Linked DNA regions of Sus scrofa: regions 2 and 3 are each linked to region 1. The links are chromatin contacts, called in public HiChIP or PLAC-seq and promoter capture Hi-C maps. All regions are on one chromosome and are shown on one strand. Each heading gives the region's core, a stretch centred on a gene start, on an enhancer-like site or on the middle of the called end of the contact. The rest is flanking DNA. Distances are from core to core; before and after follow the strand shown.

Region 1 (2,700 bases), core at 16-2,515:
TGACGGCTGTCCTGAGCGGTCATTAAGGCACAGTGGTCTCCCGAAGTCCCTTCCCTATCTGTGGTCCCTCACAGGGACTTCCACACCGGCCTGTGTGGTTGTCCTACTCCATCCGGCCGAGCTGAACTGAGGCACTCAAGCTCATGGAAGCTGAGGTCCTGGAGGGAGGACCTGGCAGGGCTGGCATCTCCCACACCCACGCCCCCCACTGCTGACCGGGCAGGAGGAGGTGGTGCCGCCTTTGGCTCCTCCGCACTGCAGGAGGCACAAATACAGGGCAACCAGCTCTGTCTTCCAGGCCAAGGAGTCCTCCACACAGACCCAATGGGGTGAGGGCCTGTGAAATTCTACCCACCTTGGGCTGTCTCGGGGCGAGCAATGTGGGCAGAGGGGAAGGGCAGGCCATGCTGACAGGGAGCCGTGCCCCAATCACGGCCGACTGCACAGCCCTCTCTGGGGTCAGCTGGACCCCACGTTAGACTGCAAAGCCCACTGCCTGGATTCCTCCGCAGCCCCTCCAGGGTTGAGGTAGGTGTGGGGCAGCAGTGGAACAGGAGCCGGAACATGATGTTGAGGCCCTGAGAGAGAGCACGCGGCAGCCGCTCCAGCCCTGCCCCCCCCTTTTTTTCTCTTTCTCCCCCCCCCCCCCCCCCCCCCCCCCCGGCAGTGCTGCTAGGGGGGGAGGTGCTCTTATCAGGCTGGTCCAGGAAGCCGCCAGTCAGTGACCCCAGGAAGCTTAGGGGTTGGATCGCTTCCCTGTGCGATTCCCAAAGTCCCGTTCCACTTTGACTATGGAAACACAATCTTAAAAAGAAAGTAACTGGACTCTTGCAATATGTATTGTTATCATTTCGCGACGCCCTCCGGCTGCAGACCTCCCAGGAGCCGGCCGCTGCACACTGGTCCCCGGCCCGCAGGCTCCACTCGCGGAGGTGATGGGCGTCCGGGGACGCGGGTGCCCGGGGGCGGGGGAGGCCCTCCGGGCGGGGATCGGGGCCGAGCACGCTGGCTATGCAGCCGAGGACGCTGGTTAGGCACCGCCCTCGGGGCCATTCCAGGACACACCGCTACAGCTCTACTCCCGGAGGCGGATTCTCCACCCCTCCAGGGTCAGGGCCAAGCCAAGCCCGGGACTGGCCGCCCCTCCCAGTCGCGCAGGCGCACTGAGCTCCGCGCGGAGCGGGGAGGCGGGCCCGCGAGAGGCAGGGGGCGGGGCCCGTAGGGCGAGGGGGCGGGGCCTCCTGTTGCGCACTTGCTCCACCGTCGCCCCGCCCACTTCCGGCGCGCGGCTCTTCCGGGCAGAGGCGCCTGGCCGGGGTCCCAGTGGGGTGGGTCCGGCCGCAGACGACGACTGACCAGCGGCACCAAAGCCACCATGGCGTCCAGTGGGGCCCGCGGGCCGACGCTGCGCTGGGCACTGGCCCTCGGCGGCGCCGCGCTGCTCCTACTGCTCCTGCCGACGGCCTCGGCGCAGGGTGAGGGCGGCCGGGGGGCGCGGGGTCAGGGTCACGGGGTCGGGAGGGAGACCAGGGTCGAGGCGCCCGGGGAGCGCAGGGTCGAGAGGCCTGACAGGCGGGGTCGGGAGGAAGGGGGCGGGGGTCGAGGGGCCGGGGAGCGCGGGGTCGGGGTCGGGGTCGAGGGGAGGGCGGGGATCAAAGGGCCCTGGGAGCGCGGGGTCTGGGGCAAGGAGCGAGGGGGCACAAGGTCGAGAGGCCCGGAAGCGAGGGTGCTGGGGGGGGCGAGAGGTTGCTGCCTAGGGCCTGTGCGGTTTGCGGGGGCCGCCAGGGGCCCACCCGAGTGTCCGGCCGGGGCAGCAGGGGCTGGGGGAAGACTGCGTGCCGGCCCTTTGGCTCAGCGTGCGGGCGGCCTGGCCCGAGAGCACGGTCAGCTCCTTAACCTCGCCACGACCCTCTCCGAGAGCGCTGTGGGGTGGTGGGAGCAGGGCTTGGGAGCTTGCTTGTCCCTTGGCGGGTCAGCCGCCCGGAGTCCAGGGGCCCAGCCCTTGTGAGGGCGCGGCTGGTGTGTTGGGGGCTCTGCTCCGCTCTGCTCAGACTCCGGGGAGGCCTGTGTGCAGGCCCCCACCCACGCCCTCTGTGCCCAGTAGACCCCCTCTCCAGGGAGCTCCGGGGAGAGTGGCCAGGGCTTGAACTAACCCTGAGGCTGGGTTTCTTCGCTCTCCAGACCCGCAGCCGTTGTCAGCCTTCCTTGGTTTATCCCACCTATTCTTGGTACCACCTGTGTCAGGTGCTGGGCCGGGTGGCGGCTGGCAGGTGGAGAACCAGACTTCCTGGGAGACTGACCAGGAACTAGCAGAGTGCTTGGGGGTGGGTGAGGGGAGCATGGGATAAGAGGGCACAGGAGTTCCAGGGACCTGGCTGCTGGAAGGTGGTGGAAATCTCAGGAGCAGCTGGGGATGGGGCGTCCCGCGATCACCAGGCGTGGAGAGCAGAGCCCTGGCTGGTCAGCTTCGGTTCAGCACAGCCAAGCACCTGTCCGCTTTGTGACCTTATGGGCTGCTTGTTCCAGCGCAAGGCTGCTTGAGTTCCTGCTCGTCTGCTTCCCAGCGCACTAACGTGTACCTCTGTGGCGCGGCAGTCAGGTCGCGCAGAATGGGGAGCTTTAGGTCCAGAATGTGTTTTCGGCACGAATGTATTATGAGTTCTTTTTACCCGACTGGGTGGGTGTGAGGCAGGAGACCAG
Region 2 (2,700 bases), core at 4-2,503, 300 kb after region 1:
TCACCTGTGGTGGCAGGTGGGTGCCTCCGTGCCCATCCGGCCGTTCCCTATACTAGATTCTGAATGCTTAGCCTGCCACTGAAGACTGGGCTGCAGCTCCCACTGCTCAGGCCACCAAGTGGGTAGGAACAGCCACTGAGGGGTCTTGAGTTCTTCCACAAACTCTTAAAATAAAAATGGGTGGATGGAACGTCAACGGTTTCTAAAATGAAAAAAAAGAAAATGCAGCAGTTGTTAAACTACGGTGCGAATGCTTCTCTTTTTAGAATTCCCTGTGGTCTTCCTAAGGACAATGGCGGTGTTGGATGGGATGGGAGATCCTGCAGCAAAATCCCACTGTCCCCACTGAATCATGACCCCTCCTCACCACAGAGGTCCCTCCAACAGGGAGATCCTCCACAGCCCTGGGCTTCGGAGGTGACTCTGAGAAAGCCATCGCTGACCTCTGTGAAAGAAAACGATGATTCTGACCAGTTGGTAAAAGCGTTATTCAAAATTATTGCAGTGAGAGGAGAAAGAGAGCGCTCAACTCCAATTCAACAAAGACGGGGGATTTATGGCCAAGGCGCATGAGAGGCCAGTGGGTGGAAAGCTCCTGAGAGACGTGACGGGTAGGGGACTGAGTCACGGACTAGATTCCGCGGGAGAGGGGGGACGAAGAACGCATCAGGTGTCCGGGGTGATCGGAGATGGGCTGGGGTGACCAGCAGGATCTTTGCTGAGACCGGGCTGGGCGGGCCGAAGCCGGGACCGGGGCCGTGGGGACGAGGTCCCAGAGGAGGCCGGTCTCGGTCTCGTCCCCCCAGCAGTCTGAGATCCTGGATCCCTGTCCTAGCGCCCTCTGCAGGCAGCCCAAAGAACTTGACTTCTAAAGCATTCAAGTGCCGTGAGGGCTCCCTTCGGGCTGGCCGGTATCTTCGGCACCTGCCTCCTTCCGTAAGTGCCGAGACGAAGGGGTCAGGACAAGTCCTTTCAACTCTTTAACTCTTTGTAACCCGGGGCAGTTAAGAGCCCACCCCCTTGACGCTCGGCGAGGGCGGTGGGTCCCCAACCCCGGCGCGGAAGGATGACGTCAGAGCCTGGCCTCCCACTCTGCGCAGGCGCAAGACCGGCGGCGCGCCGCCGGGGCAGGGCGGAGCGGGCGGGGGGCGGAGCCAAAGCGCGAAGAGGAAGCCCGGGCGGCCCACTGCGCTCGCGCTGACCCGCCCCCTCGCCGGCGGCCAATGGGCTCTCTGGACCCGCCCCTGGCGACATAGGCCCCGCCCCCTGGAAACGCGCCGCGGCGGGGCCGACCACCTCGGGTTAGCGAGCGGTTCGAGAGCTCTGCCGGGGTCTGGGGTCCTGCGGCCGCCGCCATGAAGCTGACGCGGAAGATGGTCCTGTCCCGGGCCAAGGCCTCGGAGCTGCACAACGTGCGGAAGCTCAACTGCTGGTGAGGCCGGAGGCCGTCCTCCCCCCTGTCCGGCACCCTCTCCCCGGGAACCCAGCCCTAGGGCAGAGCTATCGGAAAACAGAGACCCCAGCCCAGCACCTCCGCCCTGGAGCGAGGACCCCCGCCCCGCATCTCTGCTCCGGGGCACAGCCGAGAAGGGCCTGGGAAGGATGCCGAGGATTTCAGGGACGGGGGTACCTCCGGCCTCACCTTCCTGGCCGTTGCTGGGTCCTGGGGGCTCACAGGATGTGGGAGTTGCTGCCATTGGCCCAGGCGGCCTTTGGCAAAGATCATTCCAGAACGTTCACCCCTCCTGAGTGAGTGGTGGTGTCTCATGCAAAGCTCCAAACCTGCACTCCTTGCTGGAAACAATTGGAGGGAGTTACCTGGGAGAAGCTGTTGGGCTGTAGAGAGCTGCAGTGGGGCCGACAGTTCCCTCCATGGACAGGTCTCATTTCTGACATGGGCAGCAGCCCCTGGGAGCCAGGCCTGATGAGGTGGGAGATCATGGGAATTAACACCTTTTCCAGGGGAAAGAAAGGAAACTGGGACCCCAGAGAGAAGCTTCAGCAAACATTTTTGTGATTGAGCCCTGGGGGGAGGGGCGGTCCCCACGAGACAGGAGAGATACAGGTGCTGTGGGGTCGGTGTCGGCTCAAAGGCAAGGCAGCCAGCCCTCGCAGAGCCAAGGCAGGACCCGAAGTGCTTCTGAAACTCCTGAAAGGTCTACACGTGTTCGCTGGGGATTCCGAGCACGTCTCCCAAGTCTGTACCCTGGACAGTTCAGGTGCGGCTGGGCACTCGGCCAGAGGCAGCCGCCCTCCAGCCAATGCAGCACATTGACTGCGGAGCTCTGCCTGTTCATTAAACAGCCTTTCTCTCTGCCCTGCACATCTGGCGTTTTGGCCACAACATCCCTGTGGTTTGTTTTCAATAATGCGTGGCGTTGTCGGGCTTGGCGAGGTCATCCTTCCAGAAGCTGCGAGGAACAACGGCCCTATTTCAGGCTGAGTGCGTTCACGAGTCGCGTGTTTGGGCCCAGAAGTGGCCTCTTACAAAGAGGCCCTTGTTTATCTCCCTCGGGGCAGCTGCCTTGAGAACCAGTAAGTCTTCGTGTCCTTCAGATGGGGTGGCCTCCGCCGTTTCTTCATCCGAGAAGGAGCCCTTCAGGATCAAATCATTTTGTCCACAGTCAACCAGGACTCGCTTTTGGCGCCTTTGTCAGTTATCCGAGAAAGCCTTCTTTTACTTTGTCATTGAAATCCCAG
Region 3 (2,700 bases), core at 85-2,584, 310 kb before region 1:
CGTGGGAGGGGCAGTCCTCAGGAGTACGTGCGCTTTGACTTGCTCTCAGGTGAACACATAGGGATGAAACGGCTGCCTCCGGGGCAGGTGTGAGTCTCACTGTACGAGAAGCTGTAGGAGCATTTCTGAGGTGATGTGTGTGGATACCTTGCTGACGGCGTACCGGGTCCCAGCTGAGCCTCGGCTCGACGCCGGGGGTTGTCAGCGTCGCGTGTGACCATTCTGCCCAGCAAACAGTGGGACCTTGCTGTGGTTTTCATTTCCATTTCTCTAATGATGCCAGGCACCCTCCCAGGTGGACGGTGGCAAACACGCTTGGTCCCAGACACCTCCGAGCGAAAAAGGCTTGGACGGCAAAGACAGCCAATAATTCCACCTTGCCTGAGCCTTCACTTCATGGCAGCGAGGGGCTGGCCGCAGCCACCCTGCCTCAGAGACTGAGGTTTCAAACCAGGAGCTACAAAGGCCCCATCGTCCTAACAGGTCAGGTACAGTTCTTGGCCCCAGGCAGGAGCCACCAGGAGCTCCGACCTCTCAGAGATAGTGCCCAGTGCGGGCACAGGTCTGTGGGGCACTCCTGGGAATGGGGCGCAGTGAAGGGCGGGGAGAGGGCCCCCTGCTGTGGAAGGAGAGATCCTGAGGACAACCGCTCAGCCCGCCCCGACCAAGGGACACACACCATCCCACCCCATCCCCCAAATGTCCCAGGCTCGCCGCCCGCTCTGCCCTCCTCGCGCTGTGAGACTGCGCCCAGCCCAGCATCGGGTACCCCCGCCCTGACGGCCTCCTGCCACACCTACCTCTTGGGAGAGACCCAGTCATCTCAGAAACTGCCCAGCAGCGCTAATTCAAGGCCCGCGGCGGGCCAGGCGGATCTGCGACCCAGGTACCCCACCTGGCCAGCCGTGAGGGTCTGAGGTCAGTCCCCTGGCTTGCCCGCCCCCAGGCCACACGCTGACAGTGTTCGCACCTGGTGCGGAGGCGGAGGCAGCGGAGCCCAGGAGGAGCCCGGCTTGGCGGGCAGGTGAGGGTGTCGGCGCCTAGACACCTGGCCCCGCCCCAGACACGCCCCGGGCACGCCCCCAGGCTCCAGCCCGCTCCCTCCGGCTCCAGCTCCGCCCCAGCTGCCTCAGGGCAACCTGCCCCGAGGACGTCCTAGAGCCCCGCCCATAGGTAGGCCACGCCCATCTGTCCCGCCCCTCGTCCCGCCCCTGCTCCCCTCGCAAGTTCTGCCCCAGGAGCTTCCGGACGCGGAGTCACACAAGACGCATGCGCTGGGCGGGCTCCGGAGCGTTGCCGTGGCTACAGGTGACGCTACGCTAGAGCGCGGGCTGCGCTTCCGGGGCGGGGCGCGGTCGCCGGAAGTGTGTGGCCGCCGGGGCCATGGCGGCGCTCAGCGTCGTCTGCCTGCTCCTCGGGGCAGCGTCCTGGCCGCCCGTCGCAGCCTCGGGCGAGGAGTTCTGGCCGGGCCAGTCGGCAGCCGACATCTTGTCGGGGGCGGCGTCCCGCAGACGGTAAACGCGCGTCCGCGCCCTCTGCGGGGCTGGGGGGCTGGGACCGGATTGGGGGTGGCGGCCGGCGGTAGGGGCGGGGCTGGGAGCGGAGCGGAGGGGCCGGCCTGGGGCAGAGGATCCTACAGATAAACAAGGCTTGGCTTTCTTAAGAACCACCCATTCGAATATCCGGTTCTCGGGCTCCTCAAACCCCGGGCAAGGCCCGCATCACCTAACAGGGGCCCACGGCCTGCGCTTCCTGGGGCTCCGGGAGGTCCCGGCTGCCGGGGCTACCTTGGCTCGCGCCCCCCGCCTGGGAGCCCGACGGGGAGCGGAGGCCGATCCATCCAGATGTTGGTTGTTTTCGTAGATAAGTCTCAGGAATGAGAAACAAGCCTCTGGGTCGTTCAGCGGTTACTGAGGGCTTGACCCAAACCAGACCGCTGGATGCGGGGTGTAGAGATGGTGAATGGGCCCCTTCGTCTCGGTGTTGGCAGGCTTGGGGGGTTAGAGCCCCAAGCCGAGGATTACCAAGCAGCCTCATCTGCAGGAGCAGAGATTGTGGGAAGAACTAATGCAGAGAAGGGAGGGGGGCGGACAGAAGCCGAGGACCCCTGCCTGGGTTTTGTAGAGGGGTCTTGCTTTGGATAGGGCAGCAGTTCTCCAAGTGTGTCCAAGGACCCCCAGCTGCCAGGCCTTAGAAACACCAGGTTGCTGTCTGTTCTTTTGCCCACATTCCCTCTTGAGTTTACTGTGGGGTTTTTCCAGAGACCATCAGGCCTGTGATACACAGGGGATGCAGAAGCAGGCAGGAAAATCCAGCTGTCACCAGACCAAAGAAATTTGCAAAAACTGAAAACATTGCTACTCTTCTTACTAGTAGGAAAATACACAGGCGTTCTCACTGTGGCTTGGGGTAATGAACTGGATTAGTATCCATGAGGATGCAGGTTTGATCCCTGGCCCCACTCAGTGGGTTAAGGATCTGGCTGTTGCCGTGAGCTGTGGTGCAGGTCGAAGCCACCTCTCCCATCTGGTGTTGCTGTGGCTGTGGTGTAGGCCTGCAGCTGCAGCTCCAATTAGATTCCTGGCCTGGGAACTTCCATATGCTGCAGGTGTGGCTCTTTTAAAAAAAGAAAAAAAGAAAAAAAAATACGCTTATTTTTCATTTGGAAATTCTAATGATAACAGGTGGTAGGCTTATTAT

The links. Promoter capture Hi-C pulls out the DNA fragments that hold promoters and counts their contacts. HiChIP or PLAC-seq counts read pairs in DNA pulled down with a chosen protein or histone mark.
Region 2: a contact with region 1 is called in an H3K27ac HiChIP or PLAC-seq map of alveolar macrophages. The contact joins the promoter of C13H21orf2 here to the promoter of PTTG1IP in region 1. A contact is called at or near these places in 2 of 47 Hi-C or Micro-C datasets (heart right ventricle and liver) and 1 of 2 datasets of contacts at active chromatin or transcription factors (alveolar macrophages).
Region 3: a promoter capture Hi-C map of liver shows a contact between it and region 1, with 2.8 times the contacts expected there. The contact joins the promoter of POFUT2 here to the promoter of PTTG1IP in region 1. A contact is called at or near these places in 1 of 5 promoter capture datasets (liver) and 1 of 47 Hi-C or Micro-C datasets (heart right ventricle).

Annotation. Positions count from the first base shown.
Region 1 is chr13:207,505,654-207,508,353 of Sscrofa11.1, reverse strand. It overlaps PTTG1IP (pituitary tumor-transforming gene 1 protein-interacting protein), which reads left to right and starts at 1,265. Exons shown (of 6, transcript XM_003359011.4): 1 at 1,265-1,475. The coding sequence starts at 1,376.
Region 2 is chr13:207,203,294-207,205,993 of Sscrofa11.1, reverse strand. It overlaps C13H21orf2 (protein C21orf2), which reads left to right and starts at 1,253. Exons shown (of 7, transcript XM_021071512.1): 1 at 1,253-1,432. The coding sequence starts at 1,356. It overlaps LOC102158266 (a long non-coding RNA gene), which reads right to left and starts at 1,146. Exons shown (of 4, transcript XR_299372.3): 1 at 368-1,146; 2 at 5-202.
Region 3 is chr13:207,816,772-207,819,471 of Sscrofa11.1, reverse strand. POFUT2 (GDP-fucose protein O-fucosyltransferase 2) reads left to right here and starts at 1,334. Exons shown (of 9, transcript XM_021071525.1): 1 at 1,334-1,514. The coding sequence starts at 1,384.